Regions from separate parts of the Sus scrofa genome. Here region 2 is linked to region 1. Evidence: chromatin contacts called from public HiChIP or PLAC-seq data. All regions are on one chromosome and are shown on one strand. The core of a region is the stretch at or near the end of the contact, and the rest is flanking DNA. Distances in the headings are between cores, read along the strand shown. Region 1 overlaps LOC100520091 (a long non-coding RNA gene). Region 2 overlaps DUSP10 (dual specificity protein phosphatase 10).

Region 1 (4,370 bases), core at 210-2,709:
GTGACATGATTCCAGAGCGTAAAGCTGAACCTCACATGACTTTCCCTAACTACATGCTTATGACTGACCCCAAATTTCCAGCAGATGCACTAATCTTTTCACCCCTGCTGTGTTTGGAAGAGCCTCTGTGATGCCAAAATGCACAAATGAGCTTGACTCGGACCATTCTCAGCTGCTTACGGCAGCCTCTAGCTAACCCTTACCAGCTTATTTCTATTTGAGCCACTTTTTTGCATCGTAAATACTTATGGTATACGATTAGCTGAAAAAATACGGCACAGCATTTTATGTAGAGCAGCTCAACAACTTAAAATAGGAATGGAAATATGATGGAAATAGGTTCACTAAAATATTAAGTAGTTTTCTCTGGGTGGATTTATTTATTTTTTTGTCTTTTGTCTTTTCAGGGCCGCACCCCCAGCATAGGGAGGTTCCCAGGCTAGGGGTCTAATCAGAGCTGTAGCCGCCGGCCTATACCACAGCCACAGCAATACCAGATCCGAGCTGCATCTACAGCCTACACCACGGCTCACAGCAACACCGGATCCTTAACCCACCCAGCAAGGCCAGGGATTGAACCCACAGCCTCATGGTTCCTAGTTGGATTCATTTCCGCTGCATCAGGACGGGAACTCCTGTTTTTCAAAATATGTTTAGTACCATTTCTCTGGATTTAAAAAAAAAAAGTCTACAATGATTCTATTAATAGCATTTATATTCACAAGTCTGGGGCTATTCAACGACTTTTACATGGATCTTATGAGCACAAAATGAGATAACACAAGGAAGGCAGCTGAAGAAAAGGGGGGGGAGCATTTTTGTGTTTATGGTGCTTAATGGACTTCAGAGGAAGCAACAATAAAATTTTAACTTAAAAATTATCCGAGAACAGATTGTACCACCTCCACAGACAGGTGATAACTGCGTGCCAAGTTAACACATCCGCCTCCAGTTCTGCCTCAAACGATGACGTGAGGCCTTAGAGGGCCTCGGAGCAAAACGGCAACGTGTACCTCAGAGGTGAGGCGTGCTCGGCCTCACGCCCCTGTGTCCATCCATTCACTTCACCTTGTCCGTGTCACTCCTTGGCCCAGTAGGGACGTTTTTGGCCCATGAATGTGCCCCGTGGCCAGGCTCCCCCTCCCAGCTGGTCCAGCCCTAATGTTGGGGACTGTGCCCCCAGCACCGCGGGCAGTGCGGAGGGCCGGAGGCGGGCGAGCTCTGGGTCTTCCACTTTTCTCCACTCTGCTGTGCACGTGCGCTGAACGCCATCTCTTTGAGTGATGACATTTGTCCGGGCCAGATGCTCAGCCCCAGTCTCGCTTCCTCTTCTTTCGTGTCTCCTAAGGGGCGTAATCCAGTGTCTAAATATAAACTGTCATCTGAAAATACATACCCACTTCTGCCAGGGCTTTTATTTTTCTCCCAGATGATGTTACCAAGGCTTCTATTAATAAAGGTAAGGCCAAGTGGCCAAACATGGCTCTTCACTTCTTTCCAGGTGGAGGGAGGGGGAGCCAGGGCTCAAGGTGCCCAGACATGAGCTGCCCCCTTCTTTTCTCTGGGAAACACCACAGCAGGTGGCACTAGTACATGGGACCATGTGTGCTTGCACCTTACCGTCACACTGCAAGCAGCGTCCACCACCAGTATTGCACCTGTAGGGAAGAATATGCAAGAGGTGGACTTTGACCAAGGCGGGGTGTGCAGGAAGAGCCCCATAAACCTGGCCAGGCCCCAGCTCTCCAGCACAGCAGTTGCCTACAATTCTCACCATCCACTGCGGTACCAACTCTTCCTACTACCAGGAAGGTGCCACCACTGGAGCAATCTAATGGCCCATATGCAGCTCTGTCCTCACCCTGGCCGTGCCCCAGAGAACACACAGGGAAGAACTCGATCCTCATCCTCACTGATCTCTGCCCATACCATCCAAGAACCTCTAAATAAACCCTGCTTACTCCACTCCTAATTATAGCCATGTCGTATTGAGAGCTTACTCTGGGCCAGGCACTGCAAACATAGGACTTGTCTGAACAACACCTCTATGAGATGGTTGTTATTCTGCTTAATGGATGCAGAGACCCGGGCTCAGAGAGGTTAGATAACCAGACTCAGTCATGTATCCCAATATAGTAGAGTCTGGATTCAAACACAGACCCACTGGACTAATTCTTCTAAACCACCGTGCTTTCTTCGAATTCCAGTGGACTGATGTAGTATTTTCAAGACAATTCAATAACTACCCATCCTCCAAGGGCAAAGGAGTGGGGTCAAGGAAGGGTTACACTTCTTGGCCTCACGCTCACTCTAAGTGACCTTAGTGAGCAGGACATCAATTTGCAGTCATCCCTTCTGAAACCGAGAAAGAGCAGAGTGACACCTGAGCTGCCCTGGTGGGGATTATCCTTTCTGGGACTTGGGACATCAAGCAGGCTTCTTATAAGGGGACTCGAGGTTATGCAATTGCATCTTCTCCCAGAGTTTACAAAGGCTGAAGGAATTTGGTTCTACTATTAATAGCTCAGATGCCTCTTGCTAGAAAGGGTGACATATGTCCATCCTGAGATAACACATGACCTAGGCATGTAAATTTATGGACAGAAAGGACCCTAGCAAAGGAATCAACGACTACTGGTTCATGGACAAGGCACAAGGAGTGAGAGACCTGATGTCATCCCAAGGTTGGGACGGCAGTTTGTCGTTGCACCTCTACTGCTCAAAATGAACATCGATGAGTTCTGGAATGATCCGCAGCCTAGTTACACAGAGGGTGGGAAAGAGTGATTGCTGTGCTGATGAGGGCATCTGCCTGGCTCTGAGCTTCCTCCTGCCTGGTGTCCTAAATGGATCTGTCCTTCTCATTCAGATGGGAAAGCTCAGGTCGGGGGATCCAGACAAGTGGGGTGGGGGGGAGGGCTGGGAAGGGCACGGGGCTTAGGGTCTACGGGCCCCCATTCAGGACTACCTAGTGAGGGCGTCCCTTTATAGAAGCTGGCGTCACAGCCTTCTACCCTGTCCTGTGGAACAGCTGTCAAGGGTGCTGACCAGCAGCCTTGACTCTGCTTTCATCTAAAGTATTTTTACTGCATCTACCTTTTCCTGCCTCTGTCCTTGCGTGTGTCTCTGGTATGTGATCTCAGAATCCAGCTCAAACAGTGTATTGTGAGTGAAGGGCTGAAGATGGGAGAGAAGGTTAGGCAGAGGCACACACATATTCCCCATACCCTTGGAAAGGTCACAGTCTTACCGAGAGCACAGACACATTTTTAGAAAAATATAAGGAAGACAAAATACATGATGCTGTGTGGTTTGAAAGGAAGAAAAATTACCTTTCTCTCAGAAGACTCATTTGTATACATGAGATTCCCAAACACGGTAAAACAGGCATCGAGGTGCAATGGAGAAACGTGGGCTTATCCGTACTGTTTGTACAGTGGTACAAAAACCGTTAGAATTTTGAGGGGAAAAAATATCAGTATAGGCCTTCCCTTTCAGACATACAAAAAATAAATGAAAGCTGGAAAAAAAATTGAGTATTTAAGAAGAAAACCACAACGAGAAGATAATAAGAGAAAAAATATCTAAAACTCCAAGTGGGAAAAAGTGAATTTAAGAATAGAAGTAATAAAAGAAGTCTCTAAAAAATCTGATAAATTACAGATTTGAGCCCTTTAAAATTTAAACGTTTTCCGTGGTTAACGTATTTACTAAAATACGACCTAAATGAAGAGTTTTTTTTTTTTTTTTCCAACTGAGTCAGGAAAAAATACTGCTTCAAACCAGATTAGCCAATGGTTAATTCATACCTGTATTTTTCTAAATGGCTCATAGCAATTGCCTGGTCAAAGCCAGCAGTGGAATCAACCCATTTCACAGGTAGGAAAACCGAGAGCACCAAGGGGATAAGAATATTTCTAACTATTGTACCTTTAAACAGTTGTAGAACCCATGTGCATTTTTTCTCCAGTGGGGACCAATGGAATCTTGGGACCAAGGGACCAAGCCTAGAAATCTCCATGGCAACAGTGGTGACCAACCATTGCCCAGGGGGACTTAGGTCTGAGACAAACGCTGTGGGGGAAAAAAAAAAAATTGAAAACATTGGAATTTCAGAGAGGTGGCTGCTTATCTCAAAGAAAGTAAATACCATGTATCAAGGAGAACTGAAAGAAAGAAGCATAGGCAAACAGAACAAAAAAAACTGGGTACACTGTGATTTTTCTTCTGTAACCATTCTGCAGTGTAATGTTGAAAACACTGAGGAGATGGTTGTTTAAAATCAGAATGTGCTAATAACCCTGAGTTTTGTTTACATTCTCAACATGTGTTAGGATTCAGCTGTTGATGATAAAGGCGACATTTGTCAC
Region 2 (4,713 bases), core at 742-3,241, 120 kb after region 1:
GCTGTTTGTCACATTTAAGCCTGTCACTCCTGCAGGCTGCCTCTTCTCCATGAGCCTTTCCAGCCTCAGCAGTGACAAGATTTCGGAGCCTTCCTGCTAAACTCTCCTGGCAGGCCCTGCACCTGCCCTGCATGAGTCACAGCAGAATGACATCCTTTCAGGTGTTTTTGGTTAAGTTTCCTTTAATGATCTTTCAACCCTTTTCTCTCATTAGATTTTTTTTTTTTCTTTTTAGGGCCACACCCACAGCATATAGAAGTTCTCAGGCCAGGGTCTGAATCAGAGCTGCAGCTGCCCACGTTTACTGCAGCCACAGCAACACCAGATCAGAGCTGCATCTGCAAACTATGCTGCAGCTCGTGGCAATGCTGCATCCTGAACGCACGGAGTGAGGCCAGGGCTCGAACCTGCATCCTTGTAGATACTCGTCAGGTTCCTTACTGCTGAGCCACAACAGGAACTCCTCTCCCATTAGATTTATCTTCAGAGACTATATATATTTAAACAATTTTTTTAACACTTCCAAATTCCTAGGCTTATGCTGAGCGACACACAATACATACTTTACACCTGACTGGTGGCCCTTTGTCACGTCCTTCCCAAGTTGATTTAACCTTGAAACATTTATCGAGTGCCTGCTGTACGAGCCAGGCCTAGCTCTAGGTGCTGAGTGGTGACTACTTATCATTTCTGTTCATAACTGTTCTGTTCATAACTTATTAAGTCCTGGCAGTGACTCTGGGCGCCTCTTGGTACTGCTATTGGCCCTATTTTGCACATGAGGAAGCTAGGGTGCAGGAGGCGAGGACGTGGCCGAGATCAGCGGGCTGGAAGGGGCGGAGGCCAGCCGAGCCCCAGGGCAGTGATGCTGCGCTTCCTCCAAGACGGAGAATCGCCTGGCTTTCTTGGGGTCCATATGTTAACAATAACACTAAACAAATGAAGGAGGTAACAAGTGGTTTTTGATAAGTGATCGTGAAACTAAAATTTCACACTATTAATTAAAGAGCAGTAGCAGGGTCGCTATCCTTGGACACTGCGGAAGAGCCTCCTGAGAGGACCCTGTTTGAGCTGAGGTCTGAATCACCTAGTGAAGATGTAGGGAAGGGGGTTGCACGAAAAGGGAACAGCATGTGCAAAGGCCCTGAGGTGGGAGGCAGGTCCTGGCCTCTCATGGCCTAGGACAGGGGCTCTTCTTCTCCACTGTCCATCAATATACAATTTATTCACATCCTGCTGGAGCTGGAGAAATTCACAGAAGATCCAAACCCCTGATTTTCTAGAAGTGGCAAGAGAGGTCACAAAACCAGTCCCCAGTAGGACCTCGGTGCAGGCCGTAGGGCTATGTCCCCAGAGTCCTTGCTGTCAGGACTTCCAGCCCCCTGAGCAACGTTAGGCATAGCTTCCAGGGGATGTGGCTGGGAGATCTGACTGTGCCAGACGTGGGGTTCATCCCAGGTCACCTCTCCCGTTCCGCATGTCCCAGGTTGAACTGACCCGTTGCTTGGCTGGCCTGCCACTTAGCCTCAAGTCCACATTGACAAGCTATGATCCAAGCCTACCTACTCCAAGCCCGACTGGCCTCTTGGTGGATTTTTCTTCCCCTTCATCCCAGAAGGTGGTACATTTCTGGGGACACGATCGCTTGATCGCTTTTCACTTGATACAAACGTGTATCTGTCAGCGCGCAGAGGCCTCCCCTGGCTTCAGGCTGGCCTTTCCAATCTCAGCCATCCCTCGAGGGTCTGACCGTGGGGCTGGGCTGGACAGGTAAATCTCTATGTGGGGCAGTGTTCACGCCTGCTCTTTCTGGCCGTGTAGTCTTGATGCTCAGACTTGCTGAATGTTCTTGCCAAATACAGAATTCCGCTCGGTGACTTGAGGAGGTGTTGCTGTGCCTTTTGTGAACAGAAAACTCTGATTCAGGAAAACAATCCACATTTTGATGTTGACACTTGATCCTGTCCCCTGCCACTTCCTGAATTCCCTAAGCTACCGCCCTTTGACCTCCAGATGATACTAAAACACATCGTCATGAAAGCTGTTTGTTTGGACATGGGGCTTTCATTCACAGTGGGCGGGAGGCACATGCCGTTTTTGCTGGGAGCTTCCCTGCGCCAGTGCAGTACAGGGACCATCTGGGCTACCCTTCCATAACCCTGCCCTGCTTCCTGCCCTCCCTCCCCTCCTCCTGCCATGGATGTTTCCAGATGACCTCTGTGCACGTAATTTCCAATGGGAATGTTTCACGGTAGAAATATGCTCTCTCTTGAGGCTTGCTCTTGATATTTCTAGAGATTTATTTAATTGGACTCTACTTAAATCCCCTTGGGAAACATACTTTTGCTGTGAAGTTGTGATGTGTTTAATTTGGGGTCTAAGATAAATGTCGGTCCTTGGGGGAGGTGGATGATTAGGCAAGAGTGTTCCTTTTGTTCAGGGGGCCTGTTTAGTGACTGGCTTTCCTGGCTTTCCTCTGTTTGTTGGTTTAGCAAAATGCTTCACTATTTAAACTCCGGCACCGCAAAGCAAAGAATGTTCTCCCTCTCTTCACGGAATTAAACAGTCATGCAGAGCTTGGCTTGAGCCCTTGGGGGGCATATGGCTTCATGTTTTATGGCACTCTCCTGGTAAAGGCTCCCCTCTCCAGCCTTCCAGTATGATCTCATGGATTCTTCTCCCCTCCCTTAATCCTCCTTGATGGATTGCCTGGTATTGAGCTTTTTGGTGAAGACAGGAGCTGCAACCCTAACATGGTATTGAGTGGCTGCCCCCAAACCCAGACATTCTCTAGCTAAGCTGTTCTTCCCCCCAGGGAGATGCTGCAGGGAGGGTGTAACTGATGAAGAGGCCTGTGTCTTTGGGACGAAGGGGGCTCCTGGGCTTGCAGCTGGCTCGTGAAACGAAGGTTTGGGAAGATTCTGTGGGCTTGCCCCTTATGAGCATGCCCATCCTTTAGGCACCAACACATCTTGACCTCGGGTCCATTTCTGGCTTGACTTTCAGACATGGTATCAGGTTGGGTTGGCTCCCAAGGGTCAGATTCTCAGGCAGTCCACAGGTTTGGTGTGGTTCTTCAAATGTAAGAATTATAATTTGTATTTCTACCAAGTAAGCTAGCCTGGGTATTAAAAGTGGTTCCCTGTTTGTATGTTGGGGCTGCTGTAACAAACCACCATGATCTGGGTGGCTTCAAGAGCAAACATTTATTTTCGCAGTGTTCTGGAGGCTGGAAGTCCAAGGTCACCGTGCTGGGTGCACAGGTTCTGGTGTGCTCTTCCAGGCTTGCAGATGGCCACCTTCTTGCTTAGTAGGAGACGGGGAGAGAGAGACCAAGCTCTCCCGTGTCTCATCCTATGAGGGCACTAACCCTCAGTGTGAGGACCCCACCCTGCTGACCTCATTAAACCTAATCATCTTCCAAAGGCCCCCATCCCCAAATACCTTAGGGGTTAGGGTTTCAGCATGTGAATTCAGTCCCATAGCAGGTGCAAAACATGAATTCTGCACAAGAAAGGGTATGAATTTCATCCAGGTTGGGGAATATAGGTAAATCACACCCTCTGATAAAGTAACTTTTTTCTGGCTCTCTCGTTCTCTCCTTATTTTATTTTATTATTTTTTTGTCTTTTTAGGGCCACACCTGCAGCATATGGAAGTTCCAATGCTAGGGGTCCAATCAGAGCTGCAACTGCCAGCCTATAGCACAGCCACAGCAACACCCGATCTGAGCCACGTCTGTGACGTAAACCACAGCTTGCAGCAAGGCAGGATCATTAACCCAGTGAGCGAGGCCAGGGATCAAACCCGCATCCTCATGGATACTAGTATGCTTCATTACTGCTGAGTCACGATAGGAACTCCTCTCCTTATGCTTTTCAAACTCATATCGATCAAGTGTTATAGGCTCCTGCCCATGCAGGAGCGTCCCACTGAATTTAGAGTAAAACCCAGCTGCTAAATGGCCTAAGAGACCCTCTGCAGTTTCCTTTCCTCCTCTGGGCCCCGTCTTCCGCTCATTCTGCCTCCGCACTGTCACTGTCCCTTTGAGCCATCCCAATCTCAGTGGTGTCCCCACTTTGCCCTGCTGTGGCTCTTTCTGCCTCGCCTGTCCTCGGGGGCCCCCTCTTCCACCACTTCTCCAAACCTCCCTCCCTCCCATGCCCAGAGAGCTTTTTTTCTCCGAACCCCAATCGAATCAGTCCCCCCTCATGGCACCCAGGCACCGAAGGGCATCTCACGGCCTTTATCGTCATTAATCATTACCTTTTTATTTGTGTGTTTATATGTTTACCATCCATCTCCTCCCAGTGGACCCTGACGGGGGTGGAGGGAGAAGAAAGGGGCATTTTCAGCCTATCACTCAAGTCTCTGAAGGTCTGGGAGGCTTACTCTCAGATAAAAAGCTATTATTTTTTATTTATTTTTTTTTTCATGGCTACGTCTGCAGCATATAGAAGTTCCCAGGCTAGGGTCCAGTTGCGCTGTGGCCGCCACCACAACAGTGCGGGATCCGAGCCACAGCTTGTGGCAACACTGGATCCTTAACCCACTGAGTGGGGCCAGGGATCAAACTGGCATCCTTATGGCTACTAGTTGGGGTCTTAACCCGCTGAGCCACAACAGGAACTCAAAGGGTTTTCAAAAGTGAAACGTGTTAACATAGCTGGTGTGTCTGTTAAGAAAACCCAGAGGGGAGCTGAGTGTGGGTCT

The links. HiChIP or PLAC-seq counts read pairs in DNA pulled down with a chosen protein or histone mark.
Region 2: a contact with region 1 is called in an H3K27ac HiChIP or PLAC-seq map of skeletal muscle. The contact joins two enhancer-like sites. A contact is called at or near these places in 2 of 47 Hi-C or Micro-C datasets (embryonic fibroblasts and skeletal muscle) and 1 of 2 datasets of contacts at active chromatin or transcription factors (skeletal muscle).

Annotation. Positions count from the first base shown.
Region 1 is chr10:11,001,885-11,006,254 of Sscrofa11.1, reverse strand. All of the region lies in intron 3 of LOC100520091 (a long non-coding RNA gene), which reads left to right. Among named protein-coding and RNA genes, the nearest start is that of DUSP10, 98 kb to the right of the region's middle. Within about 2 kb of position 1,459, at least 5 of the 83 cell types and tissues checked have an H3K27ac peak or open chromatin away from gene starts, as enhancers often do. A contact at or near this core is called in skeletal muscle, where this site is marked.
Region 2 is chr10:10,881,524-10,886,236 of Sscrofa11.1, reverse strand. The region is part of intron 2 of DUSP10 (dual specificity protein phosphatase 10); the gene reads left to right. Among named protein-coding and RNA genes, the nearest start is that of DUSP10, 22 kb to the left of the region's middle. Within about 2 kb of position 1,991, at least 9 of the 83 cell types and tissues checked have an H3K27ac peak or open chromatin away from gene starts, as enhancers often do. A contact at or near this core is called in skeletal muscle, where this site is marked.